3 separate regions of the Zea mays genome follow, and regions 2 and 3 are each linked to region 1. The links are chromatin contacts, called in public Hi-C maps. All regions are on one chromosome and are shown on one strand. Each heading gives the region's core, a stretch centred on a gene start, on an enhancer-like site or on the middle of the called end of the contact. The rest is flanking DNA. Distances are from core to core; before and after follow the strand shown. Region 1 has its middle 18 kb from the start of LOC118472021. Region 2 has its middle 32 kb from the start of LOC109939492. Region 3 holds the start of LOC542315 (starch branching enzyme 1).

Evidence for each region. Hi-C and Micro-C count contacts between places; a contact is called where the count stands out from the background.
Region 2: a contact with region 1 is called in a Hi-C map of ear, with 3 times the contacts expected there. The contact joins two enhancer-like sites. A contact is called at or near these places in 3 of 25 Hi-C or Micro-C datasets (ear, leaf and tassel).
Region 3: a Hi-C map of leaf shows a contact between it and region 1, with 5 times the contacts expected there. The contact joins the promoter of LOC542315 here to the enhancer-like site in region 1. A contact is called at or near these places in 2 of 25 Hi-C or Micro-C datasets (both in leaf).

What each region holds. Positions count from the first base shown.
Region 1 is chr5:65,036,531-65,040,853 of Zm-B73-REFERENCE-NAM-5.0, forward strand. No RefSeq gene overlaps it. Among protein-coding and RNA genes, the nearest start is that of LOC118472021, 18 kb to the right of the region's middle. Within about 2 kb of position 2,186, at least 17 of the 20 cell types and tissues checked have an H3K27ac peak or open chromatin away from gene starts, as enhancers often do. A contact at or near this core is called in ear, leaf and tassel, where this site is marked.
Region 2 is chr5:64,860,476-64,864,798 of Zm-B73-REFERENCE-NAM-5.0, forward strand. No RefSeq gene overlaps it. Among protein-coding and RNA genes, the nearest start is that of LOC109939492, 32 kb to the left of the region's middle. Within about 2 kb of position 2,181, at least 16 of the 20 cell types and tissues checked have an H3K27ac peak or open chromatin away from gene starts, as enhancers often do. A contact at or near this core is called in ear, leaf and tassel, where this site is marked.
Region 3 is chr5:65,204,038-65,208,360 of Zm-B73-REFERENCE-NAM-5.0, forward strand. It overlaps LOC542315 (starch branching enzyme 1), which reads right to left and starts at 1,853. Exons shown (of 14, transcript NM_001111900.1): 1 at 1,728-1,853; 2 at 1,577-1,645; 3 at 990-1,197; 4 at 800-869; 5 at 214-480; 6 at 1-110. The coding sequence starts at 1,826. LOC103626470 reads right to left here. Exons shown (of 9, transcript NM_001368267.1): 8 at 3,921-4,172; 9 at 3,314-3,818. The coding sequence ends at 3,483.

The sequences.
Region 1 (4,323 bases), core at 936-3,435:
AGCATAAAAATAAGTATGCAATTGTATGTTGTCCCTCCATGAGGCGCATGCATACGGATGTGTCCCTCACCAGGTGCATGCATGCAGTGCTATTTTTACGGCAGTTCTGAAAAATATGGCAACCAGCATACGCATGCATTTGTTTCCTACTTTTATGCAGATCCAAAAATTATGATAGGTCGTGAGAGTTTCTATTGCAAGCGCGCAAATTTTGGATGGCATCTTCATTTCTACTGCATACGCGCAAAAATTGGATGATAAGAATCACACAAAGCATAAATCCTTATAAGAAAGTTGTATAAATACCTACATCGTGCATTATAATTGATATAAAAAGTGTCCAACCAACACCCCCATACATAAACAATGATTAGAGCATGTCGTTGCCTAGATCCGTCGTCATTAGCGTCCGGGTGGCTGCCGCCGCCGCCGCACTTGCCCTCGGACGGCCTCACCGTCGCGCAACTCTGGGGCCTGCTTCATTGCAGCTTCGAGGAGTTTCCACCGTCACAGGCGCCTCTAGGATCTACCATCGCCGCTCGCTCCTAGGAGATGTCACTGCCACTGCTCGGTCCTAAGGGAGGTCGTCGCCGTCGCTCCCACTCCATGTTATGATACTTCGCTCCATGATTTGGTTACCAACCACGCTGAACTCTAGCAACTCTGCTCAAAAAAACGTGGAGTTGGGGGGCAACTCCACCATTTTGGTAGAACAACAAAAGAGATGCTCCTAGTATTCATTTGTTGTATGTAGTCGTAGATTTGAAGGGTATTTACCCACCATTGCCACATGTTACACATGTAACAATTTGTTTTTATTTCCACAAGAGATCGATGGATCGTCTCTCCCGTAGTGGCCATGCATAGACCTCGTCGCGCTCGCCATGGAGGCTCACCAAGGGCTCGACGACGACCAAGCTTGTCGATCATGTCCACGCCAGCAAGGGGCCAGGCATAGCGGCTCCCCAGCCACGGCCACACACCAGCAAGGGGCTAGGCGCAAGGGCTCCCCAACCACGGCCACACCGGCCAGTTGCTCGCCAGGGGCTCTCCCGTTAGGCGCATGGGCTCCTCGACCTCCACCACGACCACACCGGCTAGGAGCTCGCTAGTGGCTCTCCTGCCAGTAACTCGCCGGTCAAGGGCTAGGTGCAGAGGCTCGCCATGGAGGCTCACCAGGGGATCTTATGCATGACGGCTCTCCCGCGACAGCTCCCAGGCGCAGGGAGACGATGGCCCGGGGCTCGTCGGCTACGGGCATGGCATAAGCGAGGGTGGCCAGCAGCTTGACTGCGTGATAAAGAAAGCAATCAATTTTTCCTAGATTGGAGAAAGCAATTGTTTTTTGGTGCCGCATTTTTTTGCTGCGTGATTGAGATGTTTCGATTGCAGGACAATTGGAACTTGAATTCTCCTATTCAATTGATTGGTTCTGTTCTAACAGTTCTGATGTGGTTCGGGACTTTTTTGAATGATTTATACAAGTAAATCTTGTCAATTATGAAATTATACTAGTAATCGATCAATGTCAAACCTATAAATTATTACGTGATAACTTACAATTGTAAATCACTTATATGTTGCATTATAATATTTTTATACTTTAAAAGAACCGTAAATACAACATCATTGTAAGGGTAACATAGACATTTTAAATAAAAACTTAATTTGGGTTATAAGCCAAACACATCAAAATATTGTTAAACTTTGGAGTAGAGCCGCTCTATGGTGAATGAAGTTGGTAGAGCATATCTGGAGTGTTGATGGATCAGACTAGTCCTAACGGTAGATATTTTGTGCAGCTCAAGCACGAACAACCAGGCCTGCATGCATGATAATTGGTAACGAACTAAGGATGTACGAGGAGGACCCATGTGACCCGCACTGGTCCCCACTCAAGTTGTGTCCACACTCTGTGTCACGTAGGCTTTCACGACACACGTGGTCTCATTAGCACCACATTTGTACGACAGTTTTTGATCGACTTCGAGCACCGCTCCCCGTGCTCTTACACCTCTCACGAAGTTTAGGGTTTACACGAGAAATTCGTATGATGGGACGAAGAACAAGGTAGCTAGCCTACTTCGGACGCAGTCGACCATCAACGTCTTTTCCACGACACACTCCAACAGCCATAAGAATGCATCCTCAAATACTTGCCGCAACTAGATCGTTGCCGTCGTTACACGATCCAATCTGGCCCACGACAGAATTGGTTGGGCCTCCTCTTTCGAACCACCCTTCCCGCGCCTAGGTTGCTTTTGCTTCTAGCCTTCTGATCACCAGAGTTCACTTCAGGTTGTGCATCAGAGTTCACTTCAGGTTGTGTGACATACTCCCCCTCTTTAAGTTGGATTGTCCCTAAGCCAGAGTATGAGGAAACTGCTCTTTGATGGTGGTTTCATTTTGCCAAGTAGCGAGACCAACTGGCCACGAGGACCATTTGATGAGAAGTTGATGTGAAGGTCCATCCGGCGTGGAAATACACCTGCGTTGCAATACTGCTTCTGACCATTGTAAGTGATATGAAAATATTGGTAAAGAAGAACTAACCCGACAGGAGGAACCTACATCTTTCTTTAACGGTGATACATGAAAGACTGGGTGCAGATTGCAGGATGCTGGAAGACCTAATTTATAATCCGTCGAACCCACTTTAGCGATCACCGGATAAGCTCCAAAAAATTTGAAAGCCAATATGTGGTTGGTTTGTTTCACCAGGGAAGATTGAACTTACGGTTTCAATTTTTAAGAGACTTGATCCCCCACCTCAAATGAGTGTTCTAAATGATACTTATCTACTTGGCATTTTTGTCTCTGTTTAGCACGGTGCAGTTGTTGTTGGACCAACTGGATCATCAGTTTGCGTTCCTCAAGCCAATCTTGGAGGGCCAGTACTTGGCAAGCATCTTTGATGTCGAAACTCAAGGATATCCATAAAGTACTTCAAAAGTAGTATGTGTCAGAGATGTATGGTAGCTTTTATTATAACAATACTCCGCTAAGGATAGCCACTTTTCCCATTTGGTCGGGCATGCTTGAGCGAAATAGCGGAAGTAGGTTTCCACACACTGATTAACCCTTTTAGTTTGGCCATCCGACTGAGGGTGATATGCCATGGACACGCTGAAAGGGAAATGGTCTTAAACTATTTCTTATATTTTGGTGCTTGATGACCATCACAACCATTCGGACTAACTAGTTTGCCTAGTCTTTGATTCACAGGTTCATAAGATTCAATAGTTTAGTTTCTAAGTCAGAATCAGCTCGGGTCCAACCATATATGGGTAAAACATGGAATAGATGAACTACCAATAGTTCTACTCTTTGGATAAGTAAATACCCCGAGGAACCTATTCAACACTTCTAGAAAGGTTAGAAAGCTCAAAATCAACATATCACTATTTTGGAGCTAGTTTGAGCAAAAGAAGAAATATGAGTTAAATAATTAAAATGTTCATGATCCATGACTTAGACTAGATGGAAAGCCACTTGAGATGTTTGTCTAAGTCATAGGATCTCTCTCAAGTTTAGCCAAAGCAACTTGGACAAGATTACTCAAAGATCAACAGGAAGTCAGAAACTCAAGTTCTGAAATCGCCGAGTGTGGACCGTCCGGTCCCTTCTCGCAAACCGTCCACGACACCACTTTGACTTCGGTCAGGAACTGTAAACCGTGGATAGTCCGACTAAACCACGGACCGTCCAGCTATACAGTGTGGACCGTCCGAATATAATTCATGGACCGTCCGCCTATGAAGACCTTGTTCAGTCTGAAGGTGACAAGTTGAGCAAAAGGAATTTCAGAGCTGGCGCGGACCGTCCACGTGGTGTCATCGAGCCAGATAGCTATTGATCTAGCCATTGATCTGTCAGGAGTATCCGTTGAAGATGACAGAATCAACCGTTGGAGGGTCGCGGACCGTTCGAGCCCTAGCCTCGGACCGTCCACCAGTGTAGTTTCTGGTAGATGTGCCCCAACGGCTATATGGGTGGTTGAGGGCTATAAAAGCCACCCAACCAGCCCATTCATTTAATTCATTGATCCATATCATACACAAGAGTTGGGTATTCACTCCTATCTACTAGAGCAACACTTCTATACACATCGAAGCCTCACAAGTGCCACAAAGAGAGATCAAGCAAGAAAGAGCTACTCGTGTGCGTTTAGTGATAGTGTCTTGTGAGAATCATTGAGAGAAAGTGTGTGCTACCTCTTGTGATCATTTAAGCGTGGAGTTTTGACTCCCATTCGTTGTAAAGATAGCAAGAGCCCCTTATCTTTGTGGTTGGCCTTGCAGAGACTTCAGTCTTTTGTTGACA
Region 2 (4,323 bases), core at 931-3,430, 180 kb before region 1:
CATCGTAACTCTTAGCGGTTAAGCTAATCTAAGAGCAACAAGGCTCTGATACCAATTGAAAGGATCACGATGCCCAAGAGGGGGGTGAATTGGGCTTTTCTAAAAATCAACACTAATTAAAACCTAAGCAAGAGCTAAGCAAGAGCCCAACTTCACCCCAACAACTAGCACTAAGATAATAATACTAGAAATACAACAATGCTAAGACAATACTTCAAATACTTGCTAAACAAATACACAATGAAAAGTGCTCGAATTAAGTGCGAAATGTAAAGCAAGGTTTAGAAGACTCCTCCAATTTTTCCTGAGGTATCGAAGAGTCGGCACTCTCCACTAGTCCTCGTTGGAGCACCGGCGCAAGGGTATCGCTCCCCCTTGGTCCTCGCAAGAACCAAGTGCTCACTATGAGATGATCCTTTGCCACTCCGGCGCGGTGGATCCCTCGAGATCGCTTACAAACTTGAGTCGGGTCACCAACAAGATCTTCACGGTGATCACCGAGCTCCCAACGCCACCAAGCCGTCTAGGTGATGCCGATCACCAAGAGTAACAAGTCGTAGACTTTCGCTTGACCAAGAGAAGCCTAATGCAAGTGGTGTGTGCTCTAGGTAGCTCTCGCTAGCGCTAATGAGGAACAAATGCGGGATTTAAGATTCTCTAATCTCCTCACTAGGCTTTTGGTGCTTGCAATGCTCTAGCAATGTGCTGGAATAAATGTGGGGTGCAAGACATTGAATATGGTGGGTGAAGGGGGTATAAATAGCCCTCACCCACCAACTAGCCGTTACAGGCATTTTACTGCGCACGGGCGCACCGGACAGTCCGGTGCGCCACCGGTGCGCCAACGGTCGTTTCCAACGACTAGTTCTGACAGTTAGCCGTTGGACTCATGGCACACCGGACAGTCCAGTGCGCCACTATAATTGACTTCTGAAACAGTCGCGCTCGGGTTTTGCTGCCCGGGGAGGCCTTCCCCTGGGCCAGCCTGGCCCACCTGGCAGATGGTGCACCAGACAGTCCGGTGCACACCGGACAGTCCGGTGCCCCAGGGCCAGAAACCCTACCTCTTGTTTTTCAGCTGATTTTCAAATCGATTTTCGTTCTAACTTGTGAGTGAATTCTAGAGTGACACCTAGCACTGTATGTGAGTGTGATTGTGCACCAACACTACACTAGAACTCTCTTGGTCAAACTACTCATCGATAACCCCTCTTTATAGTACGGCTAAAAGATAATAAAAGACCTAACTAAATCACAAGTGTCCACATCTCCTTGACACTCGGACTCCGTAGTCCTTCACCTTTTGTTTCGTTGTTTTAGCCGTCGCTTCGAGTTCTTATCTCTGGGATTGTTTTCACCGTTGTAGTACTTCTACCTGTAATGCGACCTAACTTACCATTTGTCTCTGCAAAACACACGTTAGTCACATATAACATTACGTTGTCATTAATCAATAAAACCAACCAGGGGCCTAGATACTTTCATGGGTGACGCCTAGGTGGGTGGGCCGGTGGGTGGGGGGCTGTGAAATACGGGTCGTCGCCGTGTTTAAGGGCTAGTTTAGGAACCTCATTTTCCAAAGGGATTTTCATTTTTCCAAGAGAGTTTAGTTCATTTTTTCTTGGAAAAATAGGAATCATTTAGAAAAATGGAGTTCTCAAACTAGCTCTAAGACTTGTCTATTTATTTTGATTTCAATATATATATATATATGGCATGCAGTTGAGAATTAAATCAATAGCGCAGACAACATGTACTGCAGCCCCGCCGGTAATTATCTGGAGGGCATGGGCATCTATATATATGTTGCCAAAAACCTACCGATCTAGTTTGATTCGAGTCTACTCTCTACTCTGATCTATATGTATGATGCTGTGTAGCTGATGCGTGCACGCGGTATAGTACTAACAAGTGCGTGATTAAGAACGTACAATTGGGGTCGTCGTCTAAGCACTTGGATCGGTTGAGCTGTCAGTCACACGGCTTCAGCTAGGGATACGCACGCATGCAATGCAGGCACACACCTGTCATGTCTCATCTCCATAGACATAGACTTCTTGCCTGCCTGTCTGCAGCTAATACATACAGAGAGACGACGAGATGAGATGCGATGCGATGCGATGCCTCCCTCGCTCGTGCACCATATTCTATTCGCATCATGTCGTCGTGGGCCGGGCTTTGTGGGCTACTGGACCGGCATCCACAGCTGGCATGGTGCCTGCCAGCCGTACAACGCAACACGCATCTGCATCCTCTCCCTTCCCGTCTCTAAAGTCCACCCTATCTTCAAACTGCTCCCGATCCTCGGATTTCGTTCTTAAGTACGTGGCGGACATGCGGACGTCCACTTCACAGAAGCTTCGTCGGCGGTGATCCATCCAGGCGACCAGGCCTGCTCAGCTCAGCTATGCTGCCGTGTGCGTGGATTTTCAAACAGTGACCACCACGGCGACAACCTAACGGCTCCAGATAGCAGCTGCCTCCTCTCGACGTCGTCTCCTCCTCGCTCCATATATACAGACACAGCTCGCGACTACGAAGCCATCAAGGCGCACGTACGTACGGTACGCACAGAGAGAGACCGACAGTAATCGCACTCGTACGTGACGACGACGACGACGGTGATATAATTAAACCGATGGCTCCGACGACGACGACGACCGTCCCGCCGCCGGCGAGCTCGAGGCCGGCGCCACTAGCGGCGGCCGGGCACGTGCGGTCGGCGAGCGTGCCATGCCACACGCACCCGCTGCTGGCGCACGTGGACGACCAGCTGCTGGCGCTGCGGTCGTGGACGTCCAGGCCGGGGCCCAAGTACCCGCTGTCGCTGGCGCACGTCCGCGCGCTCCTCTGCGTGCTGGACGAGCTGCTGCTGCGTCTCCCGCCGGCGCACGCGCACGCCGCCGACAGCCTGCTCGACGGCTTCCTCGTCCTGGCCGACGCCTTCGGCACGTTCCTGGCCGCGCTGGTCGCGCTGCGGCAGCACGCGGCCGAGCTCCGCGCCGCCGTGCGCAGGCGCGACGACGCCGCCAGGCTGGCCTCGGCCGCGCGCGCGCAGAGGCGGGCCGGGCGGGAGCTCCACCTGCTCGCGGCCGCCGTCGCGCGCGGGGCCTCTAGGTGCGCGTGCGCGCGCCCTGCCTCCGCGTCCACACCCGGTGTCGCCAGGGCCGTCGCCGAGGCCGTCAACGGCACCGCGGCGGCGGCCGCGGCCGTGTTCCTGGAGGTCGGCGCCGTCGCCGACGCCGCCGCGGCGTTGGCGTTGGCGGCGTCGCCTGCTGCCTCGGCCTCGGCCAAGAAGATGGGGTTGTCCAGGAGCAGGAAGGCCGTGGCCGACGGCGAGGAGCGGCGGGTGGGCGCCGCGCTGGAGAAGCTGCAGGAGCTGGAGCAGTGCGTCAGGGAGCTGGAGAGCGAGAGCGAAAAGGTGTTCAGGAGCCTGGTGCAGACCAGGGTCTCCTTGCTCAACATCCGCACGCCAACATTTTAGTTACTGCTTAGCTTGGTGTTAAGGTTTCATGCATCATGCATGCACAACAATCTATGCACGAGCCAATGCAATACGTGCTTGAACTGTATGTGAGAGAACAATAACATTGGCTTCTTTTTTTTTGGCAAATTAAAAATAGTATTGATCCATGCGACTAGTGTTGGTAATATGGTACTTCTTTGAACCAGCACGAGCACGACCCAAAGACAGAAGCCCAAAACACGATCCGGTACAAAATAATATGGACCGAGCTGACACCGTTCGAAGACGGGCCTGAACTGGACCTCAAATTCTGGCCCGTTGGGCCTCCAGCACGTCCTGCACGCTTGGGATGGGCTTGGCTGGAACAGCCCAATTAAACCCATATTATTTAATTTATTTAATTTAGTAAGTTATACACTTTATAATATTGTAAAATTTGAATTTTATGTTGTCAAATGGTGCGCACATTGCTTAATATCCTTAGTTTAGTAAAATGTGCGCACCACTTGAATTTTATATGATTCAAATATATGGTTGGGTTTGGGCCGGCATGGCCTAACAAAGACACGACATGGGCTTTATTGAATTAATTTTTTTGTATGAACAGAAAAGGATGCGTGCAGGTGCAGCTGTCGTCGTATTTTGCAATCTTGTTTGCCTACACATTTTGCTAGTTTTTGTTTGCTAGAGTCTAGTAGAGATGTGGGTGTGGCTTTTGGATGAAAAGGAAAGGAAAAGACATTACTGAGCTGCGGAGGCAAGGGCTGTCACGACATGGGATTTTTGATAAAAGAAAAAAGACATTTACTGGGCCGCCTGGGTCAGCAGCCCACACTAGCCTACGGGCCACAACATGG
Region 3 (4,323 bases), core at 603-3,102, 170 kb after region 1:
CAAATTCCCTATATGTGCTTACTGCTGGCTTTTCACCACTCATACCTACATGGGCTTCATAGATACGTGGAGCAGCAGGCTTTGAAGGCCGAGGATGCTTAAATGTGTACCTGCAAACCAGAGGTAAAAGGTACTATAATTTTGTCATATATTTTTGTCTGCTAAGGTCTATTGCTTAAGTTTACAATGTGGTCCAGGACAGTAGAAAGAGACCTTTCAGAAGCAGGAGGATCCCAATGAACACCATCATAGGGAGCTCCAAATTTAGAGGCATCAACAGTCGCATAACGAATCAATGCTGGAATACGATCAACCCATACTCCACCATGTAGAAAGCGAAATTTAACCTTGGAATTGTGAGGGATGGCAGGTTTCCCTTTGACATGGTCAATTTTGATCGACCAAACACCAAATTTATCCTTCTCCATCTTATGGTTTGCACCATTCCAGTCATTGAAGTCACCAATAAGCTCTGCCTCCCTACACCCATGAGTAAAAAACTCAAGTCAAATGCATCAATCTATTAAAATAGTGGAAAGTATATTGTCATAAGAAGAAAACAGCATTATGTAATCACAGCAAGAAAAAAAATAGCCTCCTCAGCTAAGACATGACAGTCTTGCACAAGAATGAAATATCCGAACAGTTTTCTACTCCCAAACATTGATTACTCTCCTGTGTTTTAGCTGTTCTTTTTTTTTAATATAGTTACTATCAGACGATATCTCTTCACAAGCAAAATGGGAAAAAACGATACCCCGCCAGTACATCATGTTTGCATGACAACATTAGAACTTACTGCGCAGCAGGTGCCCATTCACGATATACAGTTCCATCCTCATTTGTATTAATCCCAAATTTCAAATAGCCTGAAAAAAATACAAAATCCGGAAATGTTGATGATGCAGATAATATTTTGCGGCATGGGCAGGTGCTATAAATATTGTGAAATGGTCCTTGTATTAGCATTTGAATGTATTAAGCCTAACCTTTAGAAAAAGATTCAAGACTTCCCTCATTTTCTTCAATTGATCCTTTCTGCTCTAGGAATCTTTTCATCCGGTACCTGAAATGGTCCTTGAATATCTCCAGCTTGGGGTCCAGGTCGTATATGGGGAGATGGTCGACATCGCCTTTGGCAGTTGCCATAGTTTTATCTTCTTGCACAGTAGCTGCAGTGGCGAATTTGCTCTTGACCTTGCACAGTGCGTTAAAGCCAGATTCAGAATTACACGAGCAATAGAAGCTAACACGTGAAAATGTAGTGAAGCTAATTAGCTGCTGCAGCAACCACAGAAATATCAAATATAGCACTTTATTTCAACTAATTATTATGTAATAAATGATTAGGATGGCTGAAGAAAACCAACCACCAAAATTTAAACAACTTCAGTTGAAATCTGAGATCCGCTAGACTTGGTAAAATGATTACTACTGATAACAAAGCACTAGAGCCAAATCCAAAGCGAGAGCGAGACCCAATCCACAAATTCCAGAGTTTTTTTTCTCTCTCCAAAACTACTACCAAATTCCATTTTGTCCGTAACAACGTGTTCTAATCTGGGGAAAGATCTACCTTCCGCACCCCTGACCGGCGAGCCTTGCACTGGACAGACAACACACTCAGGCGCACATTGCCGCCACCCTGCGAAACTATGAACCATCAGTACAGAAGAAAAAAAAGCAAAAGTAGTAAATCCACCAGCCCCCGGATCGCCGCAGCTTACCGCGATCCCCGGCGGTGCCGCCCGATCAGCATGCGAGCGAGAGCGCCGCGGCGGCGGAAGCGGAGTCGGCGAGGAAGAGGGCGACACGAGGCACAGCATTGTGACGGCGTGTGAGTCCCATCTCGTCAGCAATCCAAGTGCCTGCCGCTTTATATCGGGTGCCGGACTGGAGCTGGCTTGGCGTCTTCCTCCCTATCCTCCCCCCTCGCAATGAAAGCGTGATTTTTTTCGCTTGGTCTCCTCACCTTTCTTCCCCGTCGCAATCTGCCGCTGCGACAAGGAGGGGGCCATGGCAGTGGCACATGACCCTGAGCCGGATCTGTGGGCCCGGAATGGCCGGGCGTGCCACGTGGGCGGACACGAACAACCGTGGAGCTGGTTCTGGGCCGATTGGCCTTTGGGCTTGCACGCTTCCCGGTTTGCCTTTTTTTATTTTATGTTGTTAATCTCTACTGTTTAAAGCATATGTTTCATGTGTCCTGCTTATAGGTTTATTTATCTCCCTCATTTTTCGCCTAACAATAATCCTAATAGTTTGTTTGACCATAGATAGGTCGTTACAACACAGATGAGCCGTGAGAAACCAGTCAAACCCAATAACACGATGCAGCGCTCTCACTGTCCACCTCACTAACCGAAAGAGGATGAACGATCAAATGAGTTATAATATTTGTTTTTAGCAGTTTAATATATGGTGTGGACCATATGTTTATTTTAATATTAAATTTATTTTTTATAGGTATTAAATATGATTGTGTGTTGTAGCAAGACATGGATATTATACTAGCGGTAAAAAAAATAGCACAAAAAATGTATTTTTTGTGTACATATACATAGCTATAGCATATAGCATAGCTATGGCTTGTGCAGATTTATCATCATCATTATTGCAAGTTGCAACTAGTAGTACCACTAAATAGCTTTTTCTTCTTTTTTTCTGATGTGCTTTTTGTGTAGCTTTTCTAACAAATTAAAGTGATGAATGAACATGCGGAGTCATCTGCATCGTCAGACAGCTCTAGCCGTTGTCAATCAGACAAACTTACCTGTGGTTTTTTCTTGGGGTTCCTTGCAGTGTAGAGCTCATCTTGCACTTCACATATTGCGTGAGACAACCGTCTTCACTTTATATATAACTGAAAAGTGAAAAATCAAATGGCCATCTTCAGTGATCAGGATCCACAAGGAAACAAGGAATTGGAAAGATAGATGAGAGTGCTTTCTCAAGGAACTCTCGAAGTCCATCCATAGCAGCAAAAGGAACGTAAAAAGGTGTTCTGCTCTTCTGGTACCCGTGTGACAACGGCCTTAGAATGAACAGTGAAAATAGTGATATAATAACGGCAAAGCATGAAACAGAGCAAATAGAGTGGCACGGCATCTCAGGCCTCAACTTCTGAAACATCTATCTATTCTTCTGGTATGCATGACTAGTTCTAGTCTGTACTTGAGTACTTTACAAATTACAAGTGATGCTGGAGGGACCTCAGAACAGGCACATTGCTTCCTTCCAGCATTTGCTCTAAGTAGGCCTGACATCTCAAATACAGGATCAAGGCCTCAGCAGCCGAAATGGTCAGCCGAAAGAATCAACAGACAACAACCTGATTGCTCATCTCGATTTAGTCACGCTACAACATATCATTGCTAGAGACCTCGTCTTACGCTCAGAACCCACTGGCCCGGTTATCGCACATCACCACAGGCCAACTCCTGTGACATTTACATAGTATCTCCACAGATTGCTCCTAGCTGTCACTCCCTAGTAATCCATCTGTTCCCTCGGATCTCAAACCCGCCTAGGCCATGGTCGCTGCTCTCCCCACCGCTCTCTGCGCTTGCATAGCCTGATTTCCTGCGCTGCCTCCGTGCTTTCTTTGGACCGCTGTTGTCACTCAAGCTTCCGTTCAGGAGCGGATCATCAATCCCACTGATGACCCTGGTCAAGGATGTTGGTGAACTGATGCAGCTATCATCATTCGTTTTCCTCTTTCCCTTCTCACGCTTTTTGATGTTCTCGGATATCATGTGCAGCTTTTCATTGATGGGTTCCACAGCATGGTTCACGGTAAACTTCAAGTCATTCACAATCTGCAAGATTGGTCGGGTGAGATTTCACTTTAGCTGACATAGGGAAAACATTAGTAATTTCGAGTAAAACAGATGAAGGTATATGAGCATCTGTCCCCTTACGTATTCACCGCCCCCAAGTACGACATCACGGACGCTTTCTTTTATGGCAGTGGAACACCTAACATGATCATCTGGCTGGGGGAGCCTAAACTTGGTTGGGCGCTCACTATCCTTGACTTCATCGGGGTCTAGAGGGCAGTCGACAGAAGCATAATCTCCAAGAACTGAAACATCTCCAACAAAACAATCACCAATTAGCTCGTATGGCTTCGCAGGGAAGACATACAGGTGGGCAACGGCAGCAACACCCATCTGCACACAGTACAGAAGACTGTTAGTGTACACTTCAAATGCAAGCATGCATAAATATTGACCTACAGAACATGCCCTCTTCAAACTACTAACAGCAAAGGTTCCCATACAGACAAATGCTGAATAATATACTGAAAACGTATAATAGTAG